3 separate regions of the Mus musculus genome follow, and all the other regions are linked to region 2. A link is a contact called in public Hi-C and HiChIP or PLAC-seq data. All regions are on one chromosome and are shown on one strand. Each heading gives the region's core, a stretch centred on a gene start, on an enhancer-like site or on the middle of the called end of the contact. The rest is flanking DNA. Distances are from core to core; before and after follow the strand shown.

Region 1 (3,018 bases), core at 40-2,539, 180 kb after region 2:
GTCCACTTGAGATACTCAGTTCGCCTCTCAGATTCTGCTTTCTCCTGCTGGGGATTACAATCCTTGTAGTCAAGTTAAGATGATTGAAACACAAGTGTAGTTTTCCAGATTTTCTTCATGTCAGCAAACAGATATATCTGTAGCTAGCAAATGGGAGTTGACTCCCGTAAGATTCAAGTTTTGCAAATGGTGTGTAGTATACACCTTTTTGATAGAGAAGATGAAGCGTTAGTTGGATGAATAGTTAAGGAAAACAAGGTTCCACTTGCAGAGCTTTGATTCTCCCTAAAGGTTACTTCTCAAGGTGGGCTGCCTTTTCCCAGAGGGGATGCTGGGTTGAGCTTCTCTCTCTCTCTCTCTGTGTGTGTGTGTGTGTGTACACACGTGAGCACACAGTGTAGTATATACTTCTGCATACACCTAAGAAAACTGCTGGGGAGTTAAGCCCGCTCAAAGGCTTCTAAATAAAGCTTGCTGTCAGTTTTATAGAACTGGGAGGCAGGGAAGCTTGTGTAGGAGCCACAGGAACTACTTAAGAAGGAACTGGGAGCTCACATGCTGGACCAGAGCTGGAGATGAAGTTGCTCTTTTGAGGTGATCTGGCTTATTTATGGACACCAGCAGAAGAGCTCGTGCAGGATCGCAGTGGGAGACAAGCTCTGTCCACCTGGTGCGGGACTGATTTCACAGTGGAAGTACTTTCAGCAGTGATGACTTCACTTGTGGTATCTCGCTAGGGTTGTTTGTCTCATTGTGACTAAACATTGTCAAAGGATTCTAGAAAAACCAGGTTCCGAGTGCAAGGACAAGGCGTGGCCTCGGCTAAGTGGAGGTCTTCTGGCTTTGCTACTGACTCCCTTAGCCTCCTCTCCAATCTCAGGCAGACTAAAGCAGCCCTCCTGCCATTGCCCCTGGGCCAACCTGGCAAGCGCGGGTACCACAAGCTACCCGTGCAGCCAGCTCCATCCCCATCTCGCTCTGGGCTGCCAGACTCCCAGGAGCACTGGGGTCGGGCAAGATGGGGTTACCTTGGGTCCACCCGGCCTCCTGAAGGTCCAGGGCAGCGTGAGGTCTCTGGTAAATCCAGAGCTAGAGAAGCCTGGGAACCTTCGCCACGAATCCAGGTTGGGATGAGGCTTGGGGAGGGGGGGTGGGGGGGGAGGGGCGGGGCCTCACAGGTCCACGGCGGGGCGGGGCCCAGGAGGTGGAGCCTATTTACAGGTCGGGGTGGGGCGTCTCGAGTCCCAAAGGGGTGGGGCCTCACAGGTTCAGGGCGGGGCTGAGTGGGGCGGGGCCTGCCGCTGCGGCGGCGGCTGTGGCTACGGTCTAGTCTCCAGGGGCAGGCTAGGTGCATAGGCGGCCCCAGTCTCTCCAGAGCATCCTTCGCGGCTGGTCCCCGCTTGCAGCCTGCTCGCAGCCTCGGGCCTGGAGGCTGATTTCTTTGTGTTTTGTTTTCCCCGCGCCTCGATTCTGCAGGACCCGTTCGTTCTTCTGCGGGCTACAAGAAGGCAGAGGATGAGATGTCCCGGGCCACGTCTGTTGGAGACCAGCTAGAGGCACCGGCCCGCATAATTTACCTCAACCAATCTCATCTCAACAAATTCTGCGACAACCGGATCAGGTAGGAGAACAGGCAGCCGGGTGAAGCTCAATGCTCACATTCACGGGATGGCTTTTCCATCACCCGGGCGGCCCTCAGTTCACTTGCTTTCCCCAGCACTTTGCATCTCTGCCTCCTGCACCCACTTTGAGCCCAGAGGTCCACACCCAGCGCCCAGTGGGCCATGTGAACACAGATGCTGCCTTCTCCTATGCAGAGCTGTGCCCAGCCAATCTGTGGGCCTTATGGAAGTTCTTCTAATGCCACCGATAAAAGTGAAGGTGTCCTCTCACCCCTTACTGCCTTCCAAGAATCTCCATAGTCTCCCTGAAACCTCAATGATGGTTCTCTTTGTCACAGCTCTCTTGAGTAGTTTGCAGAACATCTGTGGGGAAGTGCTTTATAAGGGAATGAATGTGAGTCTCACAGGCTACAGGGACTCACATTTATTTCCCAGTGATCCACTGCATTTGCTAAGGGTCTTCTCATTTGCTAGGAAGTCTTGCCCAGAGTCAGCAGAAATATGAATGGAGGGTAGCATTTTTGTGTCTGCTTTCTGTCAGCTGGCCACTGTGTTAGGCGCCTTAGCTGCGCATCTCCAGTGTCTCATGGAGCAAATCATTGCCTCCAGATCAGGAAACTGGAGTGGAGAGATGTGAAATCTTGTACTACGCTCATATATTAATAGCTACTAAATGGGAAAGCTAGAAATCAAACCCACTTATCTGACTAGCAAGCAAATTCTTGCTGCTGTGCAAAGCTTGTTTCTTAGCTCAGTGTTAGCACACTTTGAGCCACCATTAAACTTTTGAGCTTTGACCAACTTCATGTCTGTGAGTGATTTCTGAGGATAGTTTAGTGTGCTGCTTAGAACATCCTACTCAGGTCTGGATTTCCAGGTTGTTTGTTTGTTTGTATGTTTGTTTTTTGCTTCGGCTAAAACTTTGTGGTTAGATATTTAACTATTACAGTACCTTGGTAATGCCACACTGGCAGCAAGGTCTGGTTGGTCATTTCTATAGCTTGATAGGATTTGGGAGAGAATAACAATGTATATGTGCACATATGTATGTATGTATGTATATAGATGGTACCTTTATTAAGGGAGTGTTAGATTTGTGTGACTTTATTTTGTGTTTCAAGAACGACTTTTGAACACATTTTAAATTTAAAAAGTAAATGTTAGAATATCTGAGACTTCATTCCTGAATAAATAGGCTTGTTTTGAGATGTGGGACATTACAAACAGAACATTAGAGCTTAACAAACTAGCGCGACTAATTAAAAAAGAGACAGATAGTGAAATCTGTAAAAGCCTTAGAGAAATTGGAGCCTCATACATTTGGCCAATAGGAATGACACATAGGGCTGCTGCTTTGGAAAGCAGTTTGGCCTGCCTCCAAAAGGATCAAGGTAAA
Region 2 (2,849 bases), core at 85-2,584:
GGCTCCCATGCTCACTCTCATTCTCTTCCCTGCCTTAGCACCCTCTGCTGTACATCGAATCATCCTCCCATTTTCAAATTTTAAATGTCAGCAACTTAAACGTTCCTTCTCTTTAAATAAATAAATAAAATCTGCCAAGCAGTGGTGGTGCACACCTTTAATCCCTGCACTTGGAATCAAAGGAGGATAGCTCTCTGTAAATTCAAGGCCAGCCTAGTCTACAGTGCAAGTTCCAGGACAGCCAGAGCTACACAGAGAAACCTTGTCTCAAAAAAACCAAAATTTTGGAAGAGGAGCACCTCCACATTTCCTACAAATAGTATAGGCAAACTCCAAAATAAATCCTAACAAAAATTCATGTTATGTTATCCATAACATCAAGGACTGTGAAGCGTTTTAAAGAATAATGAAGAAAAAAATGCAGTTTATTCCCAAATGACCTGTAACTTTAAGACCTTTAGGACAGACAGTAAGTGACAGTTAAGGCTCTGGCAAAGCCCAGAGAGGTGTTTTTCCTCATCTTAAAAGGTCATTCACGCCCTTTGATCTCCATTTCTGTTTTGGCCCTTTCTGAGGCTGAAGTTTGGCCATTCTCTGAATTCTTCTCACACAGAAAAATTAAGCACGGACTTGACAAACAAGCTCAGTTATAGGAAAGTTCCATGGACCTTTTACAATATGACACAGCCTTTCTTTCCCCTTCTGCATAACTGCTGTCAAGTTGGCTCCCTACACTTAAGACAATGCCTAAAGTTGGAAGCACAGAAGTATCAACTCTAAGTGTCTGGAGAACTAGAAAAGTGAGTGGCCTCGGATGCGCTAATATTTGCACCGCGGAAAAGAGCGGGCGGGGCACTTAAACCAGAGCAAGACTGGTTCAAGAACAGCACAGCACTGATGGATAACTGGACCCACCAGCCTGGGGGCGAGCCAGGCGGCGATCGGCCGAAATCCCCCAAAGTAAAAAGCAGCCCCAGTCTTGTCCAAAAGAGCAAAGCTCGCTGGGCGGCCACCGTTTGCCGACTCCCCAAGCACCTCCTGCCAAGGCGCCTGCGCTGTCCACACGGCCTCCGCACCCCCAAACTGCCGGCCCTCAACGGAGGCCCCGCACCCCCAAACTGCCCGTCCGCCTCTGCCCAATGGACCCCGGCAGCTGCGAGGATCTCCCGCCGACTACCTTGGTTGTCCGGATGTGCTCCATCCCGGGGCGACGCCCGCAGGCAGCTGGCCTCAGGAGAGCACCATCGGGAGAGAAACGGGGCGGTGACAGCCACCCGCAGGAACTCCCTCAACCCGGCAGCGTCAGCCACCCCCGCCGCCGGTGGCACTGCGCAGGCGTCATCTGAGAGCTCTGTCGCCTAGAAACACTTCCGCAAATCTTAGCTTCAGAGGGGATCCTGACAGCCGGCTGAGTGTCGCCCATAGAGAGCGTATGCTAGCTGGGCCACATGCATGGCCTGTTGTACAGCGCCCTCTCTGATGGAGGACTGGTATTGCCCCGGCCAACCAAGCTAACCCACATGTTCAGCTAGACAAGGATCAGCAAGAGGGACTAGAAGCTTTTTCTAGGTTTAAAGATATTCCTTTTCCTGACCAAAAGGAATTTTCCAGTGAGTGCGAGACTGGATACCTCTAAATTCCAGGTTAAATTACATTTAGAAACTCATGGAGCACTGGGCTCCTGTAATGAACTATTAAATTCTATTATGATTATCAGTATTAAGTTTGAGTACATTTTGTATGGTCTTTGTTACCAAGGGGCAGGATATTACTCTTACAGGCTTATAGATAAGGCTGCACTTTAATTTAAGATGCTACATGAATGTCTTTTTTTAATTTGAAAGATATTGCTCAGGGTTGGAAAGATGGCTTATCTGTTAAGTTCTTTTTGTTTAAGTTTTTTTTTTTTGTTGTTTTTTTTTTTTTTTTTTTTTTTTGTATGTGAGTACACTGTAGCTGTACAGATGGTTGTGAGCCTTTATGTGGTTGTTGGGAATTGAATTTAGGGACCTCTGCTCGCTCTGGCCCAAAGATTTAATTATTGTTATAAATAAGTACACTGCAGTTGTCTTCAGACACATCAGAAGAAGACATCAGATCTCATTATGGATGGTTGTGAGCCACCATGTGGTTGCTGGGATTTGAACTCAAGTCCTTTGGAAGAGTGGTCAGTGCTGTTACACACTAAGCCATTTCAACAGCCCATCTGTTAAATTCTTATTAGAAACTTTTCTGATCTTTGTCTTTTGTAAATAAACAAAAATGGCTGGGATGGGCAGTTTGCCTTCCTAACGGGTAGCTGGTGTGCTCTCTCCTTGCTTCTCTGGCTGCCTCCTGCAAAAGACCTTTCAATTAAACCAACACTTTTAAACTGTTCATGGCAACCCTGGGGACCAGGAGCTGACCAAAACTTGATTAAAAACGCAGCCTATCTCTGGCTTTGCTTCTGGAATAAGCTTTGGGTCTCAAATCTCTACAACTGTACTTTGCTGTGTTCATGACAGTAACTGCCTCAGATCAGATTTCATCTACTATGTGTTATGAATTGTGGTGTCTTTACAGTTTGTACAAACATTGCTACTCTTATAGAAAGAGCAGTTTGATTACAGAAAGCAAAACTTTTCATATTTTCCTATTATTCCTTAGTATATATCAAATTAGTGTATCTTTGAATTGAGCTGTATCAGAAAAACATATCTATCTCTGTTCTACTCATAATTAAGTAGTAAAGATGTATGTGTACAAAAGAATTGTTTGTAAAAATAAATTTACCTTGTATGCTGGGGCATGACTTTAATCCCAGCACTTCAGAGACAGAGGCAAGTTGTTGCCTGTAAATTTCAGAGCAT
Region 3 (2,700 bases), core at 148-2,647, 140 kb before region 2:
GTTCTCTGTGAAGCAGGTGTTATTTGAAATGCAGGAAGAGAAAGAAATGTGTACGAGACAAATGGCAGAAGCCCAGCCGAGATTGGAAACTGTGCCCTGAGGCTAGCAGATGGCTCAGCTGGTTAAAGCATTCGATGCCAAGTCAAGCCTCATGACCTGGGTGGTATCACAGGGACCCACATGTTGGAAAGAGAGAACAGATTTCTACACATTGTTCTCTCAATTCTACTTGTACGGCATGGTACAGACGTACCCATAAACCTACAACCACCCAGCCTGGCCCAAAAACAAAACAAACAAACAAACAAACAAAAACAATTAAAGCAAATTTAAATAGAAGAAGAAAATGTAATAACTTAAAAAAACAAAACAAACCAACCAACCAACCAACCAAACAAACAAAAAAACCCTTTGCCCTCCCTTGAGCTTTCTTCCATGATGGCATGAGGGGTTACAAGGAAGGCTCTGCTTAGATCCTCCAGGTAGGCCATCTGCCTCTGCCATTTACAACCCAGAACTGTTCCATAACCTCTGGGCCTCAGTCTTCTCACCTGTGGGATGGAAACAATGCCTATATCACAGTCCTCGGAAGGTTAAAGGAAATGAACACACAGTGCATGGTGGCAGAGAAAGCACCTTCCTTCAGCCTTCCTATGGGCACATCTATGTGACGATGCCCATCATGGCTCTGGATGTCGAGTTTCCTTCCTCCCCGTGGTCCTGGCAGGAGTGGCGTGGGGTCTTCTCCCGCACAGATGGAGTAGTGTCCGTTATGTCAGGCTCCTATCTCTGTGATGCTCAGATGCTCAGTAACTCGACTCCTCATCAGATAAAGGACAACAGTGACTTTCGTTCCCACTTCACTCTTCACGGGAGGAAGAAAAAAAATTCAAATCTGGTAAGACAGAGTGCTAACACACTTCAAAGCTCCCGTTACATAATTCAAAGGGAGTTTAGAGGCTTGCTTTATTTATCTTAAATTATTCACAGCATAAGTCTTTAAAATATTTAAACTCCAATACCGTCAAAGAGGAATGCTGATGGAGTGTTTTCTACAGAGAAAGGAAAGCGGCAATAAGGATGCATGGATGCGTGGGTGCGTGGGCCAGCCAGCACAAGCATCAAAGGTGCTCCTACACGCTCCACTTTCTGGACTGAGGAATGCTTTCCTTTGGGGATTGAGGTTTTGCCAAATGAGATTATTTTTTTTTTCAAATGTTGCTCCCAAGGAGGAGCCTTTAGCAGAACATGCAAAGATGTGAAGAAGTGGAAATGCCCTTCCTTCTATAGCTAATGAAACCACTCATTAGCAGAACACCGGGGTGCTACTAGCTAGACACTCCTGCAGCTGGCACTCATTCTGAGAAGGATGATTCATTACCATGGTTACTGATGCTGGAAATATTACCTTCCGCAATCAGCATGCACACAGATCCTTTAAGGGAGTGTAAAAATCAGAGCACTGTAAACAATTCGTGAAAATTGTCAGCTGCTGGGGGCTGAGCTTACACAATGCTACCCTCAGGGCATCAAAGCAGAGTGCATCTTCCAGAGGCAAGACAGGAACACAGGCTCCACTCCCTGAACCCACCCCCCCACCTCCCACCCCTGCGCTACTCCGTTCCCCCTCCTCTACCCCTCCCCCACAGGCTTGTGATAAGGAACCTGGTAGACCCGACATCTGCCTGCCTGATTAGTGTTTTTATGAGCAAGTTCTGCTTTGCCAAGTGCACAGTCAATGCACAGTCAGCTTTGCAAACATTCTTGGTAAACGATTGCCCATCATGCTGAATGAAGTATTGCTAAAGTCCAATGTGGTTCCTTGGAAACAAGGTAGGATAAAGAACTTTAGGAAACAGACCAAAAATGCCTCAGGCTTGGAATGATTGCCTGGCCACAGATTTGATCCCAACCACACGGGGGTGGGGGTGGGGGAATGGATCCACACAAAAAGTAAACATTAGAAAAGAAGCAAGAGGAAAGGAAGGGAATGGGGAGGGGGAGGGGACTGGGAAGAATAGGGGTGTTGGGAAGATGGGGAGGGGGAAGGGAAAGGAACTAACTAGGTTTGTTGTTGTTTTGGTATGATTGTTTGGTGGGCTTTGGAGACAGAGTTTAGGGTTTCTCTGTGTAGCCCTGGCTGTCCTGGAACTCACTCTGTAGACCAGGCTGTCCTTGAACTCAGGAATCTGCCTGCCTCTGCCTCTCAGTGCTGGGACTAAAGGTGTGCGCCACCACGCCCACCTAAGAAACTAGTTTTGAGGAAGGGAAACTTGTTCCAGGCATACAGATTTTGATTTCAGCTGCTCTGGATTATTTCCCAACTTTGGGAACGGGAAAACAGAGAAGCCATCTCTGGGAAATGTCTGGGTGTGAGGGAATCGCCCCTGCCGATTCTCAGCTCTACGGCAGGAGTATTAGCGCCTTCTGGCACTTCCTGCTATATCATAAGATCTTGTCCAAACTCAACAGATCCCTGAATTCACAACCTCGTTTGTAAGTCACCCTCATGTGAGCACACTCTGGCGAGAAACCTCCCCTCTGCAACACAAACCTCTGTGAGCATCTCTGTGCTGGAAGGTTTATGTCAACTTGACACAGCTAAAGTCAGCTGAGAGGAGGAGACCTCAACTAGGAAAATGCCTCCAAAATAACCAGGGGTAGGGCATTTTCTTAATTAATGAAAGGCCCTGATCACTG

The links. A called contact is a pair of places that touch in the nucleus more often than the background predicts. HiChIP or PLAC-seq counts read pairs in DNA pulled down with a chosen protein or histone mark.
Region 1: a Hi-C map of olfactory sensory neurons shows a contact between it and region 2, with 2.2 times the contacts expected there. The contact joins the promoter of Atp8a2 here to the promoter of Mtmr6 in region 2. A contact is called at or near these places in 1 of 484 Hi-C or Micro-C datasets (olfactory sensory neurons) and 1 of 9 other capture datasets (adipose tissue).
Region 3: an H3K27ac HiChIP or PLAC-seq map of stem cell-derived neural progenitor cells shows a contact between it and region 2, with 2.8 times the contacts expected there. The contact joins the enhancer-like site here to the promoter of Mtmr6 in region 2. A contact is called at or near these places in 7 of 39 promoter capture datasets (cranial neural crest, frontonasal cranial neural crest, hippocampal neurons and 3 more), 2 of 484 Hi-C or Micro-C datasets (cortical neurons and nephron progenitors), 12 of 115 datasets of contacts at active chromatin or transcription factors (a beta-TC-6 cell line, bone marrow-derived macrophages, embryonic basal ganglia and 8 more) and 2 of 9 other capture datasets (adipose tissue and liver).

What each region holds. Positions count from the first base shown.
Region 1 is chr14:60,085,185-60,088,202 of GRCm38.p6, reverse strand. Atp8a2 (ATPase, aminophospholipid transporter-like, class I, type 8A, member 2) reads left to right here and starts at 1,289. Exons shown (of 36, transcript NM_015803.3): 1 at 1,289-1,621. The coding sequence starts at 1,521. 4930563I02Rik (RIKEN cDNA 4930563I02 gene) reads right to left here and starts at 697. Exons shown (of 3, transcript NR_166718.1): 1 at 1-697.
Region 2 is chr14:60,263,690-60,266,538 of GRCm38.p6, reverse strand. Mtmr6 (myotubularin related protein 6) reads right to left here and starts at 1,334. Exons shown (of 14, transcript NM_144843.4): 1 at 1,178-1,334. The coding sequence starts at 1,201. Gm38641 (a long non-coding RNA gene) reads right to left here. Exons shown (of 3, transcript XR_874661.1): 3 at 2,632-2,849.
Region 3 is chr14:60,408,803-60,411,502 of GRCm38.p6, reverse strand. No RefSeq gene overlaps it. Among named protein-coding and RNA genes, the nearest start is that of Amer2, 32 kb to the right of the region's middle. Within about 2 kb of position 1,397, at least 47 of the 459 cell types and tissues checked have an H3K27ac peak or open chromatin away from gene starts, as enhancers often do. A contact at or near this core is called in cortical neurons, forebrain, hippocampal neurons and 4 more, where this site is marked.